Regions from separate parts of the Mus musculus genome. Here regions 1, 3 and 4 are each linked to region 2. The links are chromatin contacts, called in public HiChIP or PLAC-seq and promoter capture Hi-C maps. All regions are on one chromosome and are shown on one strand. Each heading gives the region's core, a stretch centred on a gene start, on an enhancer-like site or on the middle of the called end of the contact. The rest is flanking DNA. Distances are from core to core; before and after follow the strand shown. Region 1 overlaps Nlrc5 (NLR family, CARD domain containing 5). Region 2 holds the start of Adgrg5 (adhesion G protein-coupled receptor G5). Region 3 overlaps Cngb1 (cyclic nucleotide gated channel beta 1). Region 4 has its middle 16 kb from the start of Gm31277.

Region 1 (2,802 bases), core at 187-2,686, 400 kb after region 2:
TTTCCTTTCACTGTTGATGATGGCTGGCCACCCACTGTGACTTACTGGTGACCAATCCATGGGACCTAAGCTGCCTGGTGATCGTCCCCAAGCTGACCACTGAGTGGTTTTTTCCTGTAAACTCTGGATGTGTTCTTTTTTGTGTGGTCAAAACAGAACCTAGATGGAGTACAGGAACGTTTCATATGGGGAGGGGGGTTCTTGTCTGCAGAACACCCAGACCTGCAGGCTACTTTGATCCCCAGCCTAGGACAACCCCAGGGTCTCTTTTGGCTCCTTGGAAATGCAGAATGCCAGCCCCAGGAGGCTCAGGCTTGCTGAAGCAGAACTCCGACATACATCACATGTGGAGGTTTTTATAGCTGGGCATTTATAGGGAGCTTCTTCATCAGTTCCCCAAGGTGGTTTGGAACAGCGGCTTCTGGACAGCTGTGCTAGGGAACAGAACGGACAAAGCAGTGGAGGGGGGCTTCGGGTCTGAGAGAGAAATGGTAACTACAGTTCCATCGGGAAGATGGACATTTGTGCCATCTTCGACCCTCTCCGATGATGAGCAAGTGACAGGGACCACGAGCTTCTCCCAACCCTGAGGGAGGACTTAGGTGCTCCCAGGCCAGGCCACATCCTGACCCCCGAGAAGGACCTGACACTTCTCATTGGTACCAGCGATGGGATTTCATTTGCTTCTCTCTGTATTTTTAAAAGGAGTCTACTCCCAGAGGAAGCCATCCTTGACACTGGGCCCTACTTGCTTTAGATGAAAACCTGCCAAGGTTCCCAAGCAGGTAGGCGGCAGGAAAGGAAGTTTCTCTAGGAAAAGAACAAGGAGTTGGCACACTGACGTGAGGTGGGCCTAGCCAGCTCGGAATTTGCCAGTCAGCCTGTGGTGTGTTTTGGGGCCAAATAGTGTTTCTTGGAAGTTAGAACTTAGGCAGAGTTAGAGAAAGCCTAATGAAAAACAACAGGCTACAAAGGAAGGACTGTCTCTGTGTTCTAGGCTCCCTGTCCTCGGAGACTACTCTGTGCACATCACTCGGTGCTTGGTTCTTTTTTCAAATTTAACTATCCTGTCTTCAGTCTGGCCAAGACAGGAGTCAGAACAACTCCTGCAAGTCAACCTGGCAATTTCCTAGAAAAAGGAAACAGAATTGGACCTGGGATTTCTTGGTAAACTTCTTGGATCCTCTACCTGCTAACTTCCTGCCCGTGTTTGCCAGGTCTGCCCCTATTCTGGCCTGATAAGAGTGTCCTGGTATGACACTTGTGTTTGGCACTTGGCCGGAGGACTTTCTCCTCGTGCTTGGTGGGATGCCAGAGACAATGCAGAGGGCCAAAAAGGTCAGAACCAAGTCATCCTGGTGAGCCACAAGTATGCTTTGACATACCAAGCGCCTAGCCATAAATGGCCTTCTTTCTCCTTAGTTCTACTGGGAAATTACTGGTGGGCCAACCTGCCCTCTAGTGACACTGAGCCATAACTGCACTCTACTGGCTTGGCTTTTCACAATGTGGGAGGAGGAAGAGGAGGAGGAGGAGGAGGTGCCATTCTATCACTTGGGGGCATCTCTGCATCCTTTATGATACTCAACCCTGAGAAATAAAGGGAGATAGAATATAATCATCACTTATTTGTAGCAGGAACTTTCTTCACCTTGCTTTTCTGACCTCACTAGTTATCTTGTGTCTGTATATGTGCATATATATATATGTGTGTGTGTGTGTATGTATATATATGTGTGTGTGTATATATAAATATATGCACATATACAGACATGTATATATATGTATATGTGTGTGTATATATATGTGTATATATATATGTGTGTGTGTGTGTGTGTGTGTGTGTGTGTGTGTATTGGAGAGAGAGAGAATGTGTGCACGTACGCACATAGTGCACATAGCAGAGGTCCAAGTTACATTTTCAGCCATGTTCAAAATGTGCCACACTCTTGGTCAGGCAAAAAGCAAAGAAGGGTAGTTGGTGTTGTTTCAGGATGATAAGGGAGGGACTGTAGCAACCTGAGGGATGTGTGCCCCAGCTAAAGGTCACATCTGTGTGGCCCCATCAGAGTGGCTTTGCTCCTCCAAGTGGAAGGGCTTGACTGGCTCCCTGCACCCCCACCCCATAGTGTCTCTCATAGACCAGGCTGGCCTGGAATTTGAAATGTAGCAAAGAGAGACCTTGAACTTTGATTCTCCTCCCTCTATGGCCCATGTTCTATATGCATATGCTACCGTGCCTGGCTTTGAGCTATCTCTGGGGAAGTCAGAGTTGAGATATTTTATGTACAAGTTCCCAAATTGAAAACACTGATCAATTCATAAAAGTTTTAAGTATTATGTAAGTCAAGCAAAGCCGTTTCTACCACCTGAGCTTTGATAGCAGCCTCATGCGGCAGGTGAGGTATGGTGAGTTGCTCGTGGTCACGTGACCAGCAACTTCCACCCATTGCCCTTGCTAGTTCACTTCTGTCTGACTCTACAGTTTTCCAGTCCACAGTACACTTCAGACCTCGGAGAAGCAGGAAACTTACAAGATACCAGCTACAGGCGTTTACATCAGACACCAGTTACATCTGCGTTTATTGATCATTTGATATGGAGTGTTGTGAGTTTAGCCTTTGGAAGTTGCAAAACAAAGCAAAACACCATGGAGTTTCAAGTGGTTTCTGAATCCTGCTGAGGTAGTGGGTAGGCTAGACCTAGTGGTCTTGCCTATTATCCTGGAAGTACTTATCCCTAAACCTGTAGCTCGGCTTTGTCCCTTAAACCAGGAAAGAAGAGATGAGTGCGAACTCTCCC
Region 2 (2,739 bases), core at 210-2,709:
AAGCAGAGGCACACAGAGAGGCAGCCTGACCCCATATATAACTGAAAATCAAAAGACCAGAGCTGAAGCTCACCCCATCCCCACCCCAACACCCCAGACAGAAGCTGTGGCTGCCACTTCATTCTCACGGGCAAACCTTTGCTTTTGCTTGTAACCTCCCGGTACCCACCCTGTCTCTGCCGATCAGGACCCAGGCATCATCAACCTGTCAACCCTCAGCCGTCAGGTTTCTATCTGTGCAGTTCATCACTTGAAACCCCCTTTCCTGACTTTCCAGGTGATTCTGGAAGACGGCAAGACGACATAATACCACAAAAGCCAAGCGTTTCCTTGGGGCTCAACAGCAGCCCCGTAGCCAAGCTGGGACCCAAACCTGGGCTTTCAAATTCCAAGCCAGCACCAGCAGCAACTCCCCAAAGGTGCCTGAAAAGCCAAGTGGTGGTAGGCAAGTGAGCAAGTATTTTAGGTCAGTTAAAATTGGGAGATTAAGATATACGTGAACAAGAAAAGGACCTTAGAAAGCTATGGGTTTAATAACCAGCTCCACTATTCAGTGCCCAGACTGCAAAGCACTGGCTTAAGAAACTGGCCTCAGTGACCTTCCAATTTCCTCGTGTGCAAAACTAGGCCAGAGAGACCCATTTCCCAGGGAGAGGAACTCAACCATTTCTAGGACTCTTTCCTGTGGGAATCAGCCCCTGCCCTAGGTCTAGTCCTCTAACTGTAGGCCTTGGGCAGGAATACATCTTCAGTGCATGGGGCGTAGGAGCCTCTGCTTTCCACCCAGCACAGATCTCGTACCTCAGCCACGCCAGGTCCTGCCCAGGACAATCCTCCTGCTTATACATGGCTCCTCAAACAGCCATCCCTGCTCACCACTGGCTGGGCTCTGCCTCTGGCTTTCTCTAGGTGCCCCTGGCTGGGATGAGGAATGGGCCAAGTCGATCAGCATCAAGTCACAGCCCAGAAAGATGCTGCTGTCAGCTCTTTTAGAAGTGGGCAACGGGGGCCACTGTAAACCACCAAGGAGTCTGGCCCCGCTTGTCTGGAGGTCCTTTCTCTGAGACCCTGTGTCTCCCAGGCTGCACAGGAACTTCCTCAGTTCCTATTTGCCGGGCGCAGAGCATCTTACAGTCTACCCGCTGTCACTCAAGCCTTGTGCTACACGACTCACCTCGTTTTCTATATGAGAAATCGGGATTCGGGAAAGCTACCCCCCCCCACCCCCCAGATATAATCATGGCTTAACTTCACTTCTGAAAGTAGAGGCTTCTCTGGAGTTGGAAGGAGGTGGGTCCCTAGCTTGTCACTCCTGGGATGGCATGAGATCTGTGCACCTGGGGTCTGTGGATGGGGACCAATGGGTGGGAGGGTGGAGGGGTCCAGGGGACTAACCTGTAAAGCAGTCAGCGGCAGTCACGTCCTCACTGCTGTCTCGAGATGGTCCTCTAGCTTCTGCAGGGAGAAAAGGAAGTTGAGAGGAGTTGAAAGCTGTGGCTTTTCTGTTCACCTCGGCCTACTTACTCCCGGGCTTTTCTGGCCTCCCTTCACCCTATGCTCCTGCCTCACTTCTTTTGTGGTAGCACTCTCTGTTTCCTCTGAGCTGTCGGCTAGATCAAGGTCCCCTTGGTCACACTCTGGGGGGGGGGGGGGGCGGGTGGAGGGGGGGAGACTGGGCTCAGCCTCCCCAGAAGTGCCAGGAGAGACAGACAGCATGGTGTTGTGGAGGGTTCAGGACGGTCCAGCTCTGCACCCTTGGGCAAGCTATAGCTCCTTCCTAAGTCTCAGTTTCCCCATTTATAGAAAGGGAAAATTTATATTTTTAATATATATATATTTCCTCATGTATAACAGCAATCAGACCTGCAAGTGTCATAGATGCTGAACTGATAGCCTAGAGAGGACAAGGACGCAGTTCCAGGTGGTCCAGGGCAGATCTCAGGAAGTATGGCCAGAATAGCAGGGAGAGAAAGCAGACTAGCCTCGCCTTCAGTCAGAAGTCCCACGAGCGTAGCCTATAATACCAGCTATGCTCTCTACAGAGTCCTAAAGAGACCACGGAAGTGATTCAGAGATGGGGAGCCTATCCAAATTCCCTGCAGAAAATCATAACTCAAGAACCTCTTCTGCTCCTGCGGTAGTGGGGCTGAGGGGCACAGAGACGCAGGGAAAGGAAGAAAGCACGGGTCCCAGCACAGTCTTCCTGCCCTCCACCGCTCAAGCCAGCTTCTTCACAGTCAGTTCCTCATAGCTCACAGTGGGTGTAAGGGGCTCAGAGGGAAAGGGGGCCCCACCCCAGATGCCATCAAAGGTTTTGCAGGGCCCCTGTACAATTGTGTCTCAACTCCTTGGCCAGACTCCCACTGGGTGACTTAGATAAGCATTTGCCCTTTTTGCACGTTGTTTTTTTTTTTTCCTGGCTATTGTCTTTAGTGGTGTTTGGCCTCAACCCCAGGGCCTTGTGCACGCCTCGAAAGCATCTGCTGGCTGAACCACCGCCTTAGCTCCCACACACCCATGCTTTAGTTTACTATAACCAGACGTTCACCTCCTGGCCTTTCCTAGGGAGGGTGGGGGAGGCGGTTGTCCGGGATGCCTTGGGGACTGAACCACCAACTCCTTTATGCTCCGTGGTGAGCAGCTGCACAGAAGGCCTAGGTAGAGAGCTCTGATCCCCAAGTCCCCACAACCTCTGTGTTTCCTACCTCACTGTTCCTGCCTCAGCTTAGGATGCCGGTC
Region 3 (2,700 bases), core at 14-2,513, 350 kb before region 2:
GGAAAGACCACAAAACTCCCAACTGTTTGTCAGTTTGTCAGTGATGCCTTAGTACTTCTGAGCTGTGGCTGACTCTGAAGCAGGCCTTTGAATTTTCCTACCCTGCTGTTCCCTTACTGGTAAACCAGAAACAGTAACAACTGCCCTGCAGAGCTGCTGGGGAGGTGAACACACCCTGGTATCCTGGTGAGAGCCTACAGTTACAGACTCTCAGGAAGCTGGGGCAAGAGGCCAGAACACACTGCCAGCTCAAGCCAACACAGCAAGACCCATTTTAGGGGAGGGGGGGGGCGAGAATAGATGTGAGTACTTGACATTTAAAAACAAATACCAGAAGCTAGGCACTGGTGACACACGCCTTTAATCCCAGCATTCTGGAGGCAGAGGCAGGCAGGCAGATCTCTGAGTTCTAGGCCAGCCTAGATGACAGAGAGAGTCCCAGGGTACACCCCTAAACCAGCACTGTGGAGACTGAGGCAAGAAGATTGGGAATTTAAGGCCAACCTGAGCTACATAGTGAGACCCAGGAAGGAAGGAAGGAAGGAAGGAAGGAAGGAAGGAAGGAAGGAAGGAAGGAAGGAAGGAAGGAAGGAAGGCAGGCAAGCAGGCTGGCTAGCAAGAAAAGTCAGGGTGTCTTTATCCACATGTCAGAATCCACATGATGGAAGGAAGGGAACCAACTCCCACAAGCTCTCTCTCTCTCTCTCTCTCTCTCTCTCTCTCTCTCTCTCTCTCTCTCTCTCTCTCTCACACACACACACACACACACACACACACACACACACACACACACCAGTGTGTACTTCTACTCCACACATAATAAATAAACTATTTTTTCCAAGACAAGGTTTCTCTGTGTAGTTCTGTCTGTCCTAGAACTCGCTCTGTAGACCAGGCTGGCCTTAAACTCAGAGATCCAGCCAGCTGCTGCTGCCTCCCAAGTGCTGGCATCAAAGGTGTGCGCCACCACTATCACCACCACCCAGCTAATAAATGTAGTTTTCTTAAAACTTCAAAAGAAGAAAGAAAAGGGAGGGAGGGAGTGCTGAGCTATAAGCACATTGAAATGCTTCACAGTAAACAACATTTTAATGTTCCTGTTTCTAGCATTATTAGTCTAGAAATCAATATAATGTAAACTATCTCATCTGAGCTGCCCTCTACTGCCTGCTTGTTTCTTCTTTGCGCTGGGGGATGGACGTGATGGGTGGAGTCCTGCACAAAGCAAGCAGGGGTGGGGTGAGATAGGAGGGGGGGGAGAGGCGTTGCCCTGCCTGGATTCTTGAGTCAGACTTCTTGAGGATGTAGCAGACTGGCTATCCTGGGCCTAGAGCTGAGACCATGCTGGGAGCTGTACTGGAACCCCGAGGGCTAACCTTTAGGGTTTTTCCTCTTCTCCTTCCATGGGGAGCAGTGGGCAGCAGGTAAGGTTTTTATCTTCCCCTCAGCCTGGAGGACCTCTGTCAGTATAGCAAATGATCTGCCTCAGCTTTTTTTAAAAACCTTTCCCATTCTTGGTGGTCCTCCTGGTGTGTATGTGGGGGGGAGGTTGATGACTTAGTAAAAGAAACGCCCAGGTCTGAGGCCCCTTCTCCTCCCCATTGTATAGCTGTAAGCTGTGCACTGGATTTCTTGTGGTGGCCATGAAAAGAAACATCCCAGGGACAATTATTTCAGAGTACTTCCCAGCCTTGCTGGGGAGCAGGCCTGTAGCCTGCTGACTCTAGTGTTGTAGCCTAAAAGGTGTCATGCCCCGGCCATCCCAGGAAGTACCTGATTCTGAGGAAGACTCAGGTTTTTCAGAGGTCCAAATAGGCAGCAGGTGACCTCTGGGTGCTCCTGCTATAGATGTAAATACCCTCCAAAGCAGGTCCCTAGACAAACACATGGCCAGGACAGCAAATACATCGGAATTGGAGTCTCTTCAAGAATCCAAGGCTTTGGCTTCTACCCTTCTCTACAGGTGTGGGAGACATGGTTTCTCCTACCTTCAGAGGGCAACAGATGGACCTGTCTGTGTAATATTTAGTCCCAGCCTCCCCAGATCACTGCTAATTTCCATGCTGAGAAGCTGACGAGAGAGAGAGAGAGAGAGAGAGAGAGAGAGAGAGAGAGAGAGAGAGAGAGAGATTGATTGATTGATTGATTTCTGGAACATTTAGGCTAAAATTCCAGCTCCTGGGATTGGGTTTGGGATGGTGGAGACACACAGAGGGCTTCAGGCTGCATGGAGCTTGGCTGGGGGCCCCAGGGTGAGGAGAAACCCTTCAATGACAGCCCTAGGACCTGGCCTCTCTCTCTGACTCTCCACAGTACCAGCCACAAAGGAGCACCCGGAGCTCCAGGTAGAAGACACGGATGCTGATAGTGGCCCCCTCATCCCAGAGGAGACACTCCCTCCACCTGAGAGACCACCACCGTCTCCTGTCAAGTCGGACACCCTCACAGTTCCCGGCGCCGCTGCAGCAGGCCACAGGTTACCCATGATGACTTGCTTGCATCTCTATCTGAGCTGTGCGGCTGGCTAGCGGGTTTGACAGATGGGGCAGACAATAGAGATGGGAAGTAGCAGGACTCAGATCTCCTCTGCCTGCGCGGCTGAGAAGCAGTCTCAGCTGCAAGACAGAGGGATGCTTTGTAGCAAATGCTATTGTTCACATATACACTAAATGTAACAACTAGCCTCTGCCCCCTTTTTAA
Region 4 (2,933 bases), core at 105-2,604, 260 kb before region 2:
TGGAACTCTTTCTTCTCAGCTGGCGAGAGGGGCTTCAGCCAGACTCTGCTCTGAGGAGTTCCTCTCTCTCTGTTCCTCATGCCCCCATAATTTTCCTTGTTTTTAAAATCCTGCCTCAGTAGAAAAGGTACTTCCTTAGCGTACATTAAGCCAGACTGGGAAGGCAAGGGCGCGTTTGATGGATTTGAGAAAACGGAGAAGCCCTTCACCCAAGCACTTGGTTGAAGCCTTTGCCAGCCAATTAACTACAGCTTAAGGCCGTTTCTCCTTCCTAGCCTTGAACCGCACCAGAAACTCCATTTTCAGGGGAAAGACATTGCCAAAGCTGTGTGCAGCACTTCATTTGTAGCCTCTGACTGTGATTCCCTCCAGGGCATCTCTGGAATCACATGAAGAACATCTCCTATTAAAAGAGAGAGGGGATGTTGCTGGAGAGATGGCTCAGAGGTTAAAAGCACTGACTGAGCAGACCAGGGCTGGCCTTGAACTCACAGAGATCTGCTCGCCTCTGCCTCCCAGATCCTGAGATTTAAAAGTGTGCGTCACCACACCTATTTAACAATAAATCTTTAGAAAACAAAGCAAAGCAATCTTTCAACTCTGCTTTGACTAACGGGTCAGCCCTGAAAGTCTCAGTGTGGAAATCAGACTCTGATGAGGTCATTAAAGGTCTCCAGGCTGATGAGGGCGGCCATGTAGAAGAGGGACTGTCCAGTCACGGCTGCCAGCATAAGGCCCTGGGTTTGAACATAAGGAACATCTTTCTTCATCATCTCGTCAGAACTTATGCCACCTGTAAATTCACTCTGACTCCCTTCCCCAAGGGTGACAGGAAATTGGGCAATCCTACTGGTGTATATTTGACACACAGAGAGACTCATTGAGAAACCTCTGGTCTCTTTCTATTCATAAAATATTAATGATGCGTAAGGGAGACCATTCAAATTACAGCCCTTAGTAATCAAATCCTCCTCCTCAACTCCAGAAAAGGAAACCTCAAACAAAAATCCAGGTTCCTTGTTGTGGTTTGCTGTATCCCCCTCTTGACTGTATCCTTCTGGAATTCCTCTGATACTCCAAAGTCATCTTGTTACTTTTGTGAATCTTGAGTAAGCCCTTATTTTCAGTTCTTTGTATAAGAGACCAGGAACCTGGAAACATCAGGTCCCATCCCTGATAGCCTGTAATAATCCAAGGCTACACTCACTCCTGAGGTTGGAGGTGTTCGCCCATCTGCCAAGCTTTCTGAATGACAGGCTGTAAGTTCAAGGGATGCCCGAGTACCCTCCCCAGGTCGGCTGCTTTACTACACAGCTCCCAGCATGCAGGAATTTAACTGCTTAAACTGACTGGCCTGTTCAAAAAAGATGAGCTGAGGGACAGAAAGGGCTGGGCCAGAGCTCAGGAGCGCTCCCCACCCCCTGCTCCTACCCGGGGAGTTGCATTCAGCAAGTCTTGGAAGCTCAGCCAATCTCATAGCGGATTGGTTGGTTTGTTTAACGCTTTTACGTACAGAAGCCAGTCTCTAGCTCCTGCTGCCTGCAGGTTAAAGGAGAGAAAGTTCCAGCTCTTTAATCACTGGCTATCTGGTGACCAACCCCATCCCGAGGCCACCCAGTAACGATTAAATCATCCAAGTCACACATGCTCAGGTCCACTGAAAGGGGCCCCATATCTACGTATTCCCGGCAGTGTCTCCCTACGTAGCCCATGCTGGCCTTGAACTTCTGATTATCCTACTTCTGCTTTGCATGTGCTCAGGAGAAAGGGGTTTGGTTTTTGTTTTTTTGTTTTTTTTTGTTTTTGTTTTTGTTTTCTTTGGTTTTGTTAGTTGTTTGTTTTCTGAAGTGCCTAGGCTCTAGGACCTTTCTCAAACTTCCTAATGCTGTGACCCTTTAATACAGTTCCTCATGTTATGGCGACCCCCAGCCATAAAATTATTTGATTGCTACTTCATAACGGTAATTTTGCTACTGTTATGAATCAAAATGTAAAGATCTGATCTAGCCTGGCAGTGGTGGCACACACCTTTAGTCCCAGCACTTGGGAGGCAGAGGCAGGCAGATTTCTGAATTTGAGGCCAGCCTGGTCCACAGAGTGAGTTCTAGGACAGCCAGGGCTACACAGAGAAACCCTGTCTTGGAAAACAAACAAACAAACAAGAAGATCTGATTGCTACCCCAAGGAGTCTCCACTCACAAGTTGAGAACCACTTGGTACCACAACTAAATCTATTTCCCTGTATTACAGAATTGTAAAGGAATGTGAAGTCCTTTCATGGGTTATGCTCTGTTCTGGTCCTAAAAGAGCTTCCTGGGTCACAGTCAAGCCAGGGAGGTTTCTCAAAGCTCAGTCCCTGAGTGTCTGAGGAGAAAACCAAACCCATGGAACTGATGCGTGTGGGTGGAGTGGCGGTGCTGCCTTGTTCTAGCCACGCGGGAGACATTGTTAATCCGCTTTTCTCCTATGGTAACTCGATGGAAGGAGGGGAGGAAGCATGGGCCACGGGAGCCTGGTTTAAGAAGGGCTTAACACGAGAATTTGCACCTGTCTGGGCAATGCTGTCAGCCCAGCCCGGGTGGCTCTGTTTCTCAGTGGCACCGTGCTCCACAGCCCACAGGCAGGGATCTATCTAGCTCTGCATCAGATGCTAGCCTTTCATCTGGGACCAGGAACACAAGAACGATCTTAGGTGTCTTCCCGAGACTCTGGACCTGAATCTCTTGCCTACCCTACTCTGGAATGTGTAGAACCCTCCCTCCCCACTTCCCTTCCCTCAAACCCCTCTAGAGTTTGCACTTTGTGGGGGAGGGGAAGGTGAACTAGGGCAACTCTATGGCCCTCATCCCATCCACCTCCCTAAGGAGCAGGCAAGTCGGAAGCATCCCTCTGCTCGTTCTTGTTTCAACAGCTGTTCCATGCCCTTCGTTCAC

Evidence for each region. Promoter capture Hi-C pulls out the DNA fragments that hold promoters and counts their contacts. HiChIP or PLAC-seq counts read pairs in DNA pulled down with a chosen protein or histone mark.
Region 1: a contact with region 2 is called in a promoter capture Hi-C map of pre-B cells, with 5 times the contacts expected there. The contact joins the enhancer-like site here to the promoter of Adgrg5 in region 2. A contact is called at or near these places in 20 of 39 promoter capture datasets (the 3T3-L1 cell line, the C10 cell line, the HPC-7 cell line and 12 more), 3 of 484 Hi-C or Micro-C datasets (embryonic stem cells and myocytes), 1 of 115 datasets of contacts at active chromatin or transcription factors (memory CD8 T cells) and 1 of 9 other capture datasets (liver).
Region 3: a contact with region 2 is called in an H3K27ac HiChIP or PLAC-seq map of embryonic stem cells, with 2.2 times the contacts expected there. The contact joins the enhancer-like site here to the promoter of Adgrg5 in region 2. A contact is called at or near these places in 8 of 39 promoter capture datasets (the 3T3-L1 cell line, the C10 cell line, embryonic stem cells and 3 more) and 1 of 115 datasets of contacts at active chromatin or transcription factors (embryonic stem cells).
Region 4: a contact with region 2 is called in a promoter capture Hi-C map of embryonic stem cells, with 2.2 times the contacts expected there. The contact joins the enhancer-like site here to the promoter of Adgrg5 in region 2. A contact is called at or near these places in 15 of 39 promoter capture datasets (the 3T3-L1 cell line, 3T3-L1-derived adipocytes, the C10 cell line and 8 more), 4 of 484 Hi-C or Micro-C datasets (bone marrow-derived dendritic cells, embryonic stem cells, germline stem cells and 1 more), 2 of 115 datasets of contacts at active chromatin or transcription factors (embryonic limb bud and stem cell-derived neural progenitor cells) and 2 of 9 other capture datasets (adipose tissue and liver).

What each region holds. Positions count from the first base shown.
Region 1 is chr8:94,527,020-94,529,821 of GRCm38.p6, reverse strand. Nlrc5 (NLR family, CARD domain containing 5) reads right to left here. Exons shown (of 49, transcript NM_001033207.3): 49 at 2,550-2,802. Among named protein-coding and RNA genes, the nearest start is that of Cpne2, 4.6 kb to the left of the region's middle. Within about 2 kb of position 1,436, at least 22 of the 459 cell types and tissues checked have an H3K27ac peak or open chromatin away from gene starts, as enhancers often do.
Region 2 is chr8:94,922,414-94,925,152 of GRCm38.p6, reverse strand. It overlaps Adgrg5 (adhesion G protein-coupled receptor G5), which reads right to left and starts at 1,459. Exons shown (of 12, transcript NM_001145972.1): 1 at 1,396-1,459.
Region 3 is chr8:95,270,579-95,273,278 of GRCm38.p6, reverse strand. It overlaps Cngb1 (cyclic nucleotide gated channel beta 1), which reads left to right. Exons shown (of 33, transcript NM_001195413.1): 17 at 2,314-2,476. Among named protein-coding and RNA genes, the nearest start is that of Cngb1, 35 kb to the left of the region's middle. Within about 2 kb of position 1,263, at least 6 of the 459 cell types and tissues checked have an H3K27ac peak or open chromatin away from gene starts, as enhancers often do. A contact at or near this core is called in embryonic stem cells, where this site is marked.
Region 4 is chr8:95,183,967-95,186,899 of GRCm38.p6, reverse strand. It overlaps a transcript of Kifc3 not described here. Among named protein-coding and RNA genes, the nearest start is that of Gm31277, 16 kb to the left of the region's middle. Within about 2 kb of position 1,354, at least 9 of the 459 cell types and tissues checked have an H3K27ac peak or open chromatin away from gene starts, as enhancers often do. A contact at or near this core is called in embryonic stem cells, where this site is marked.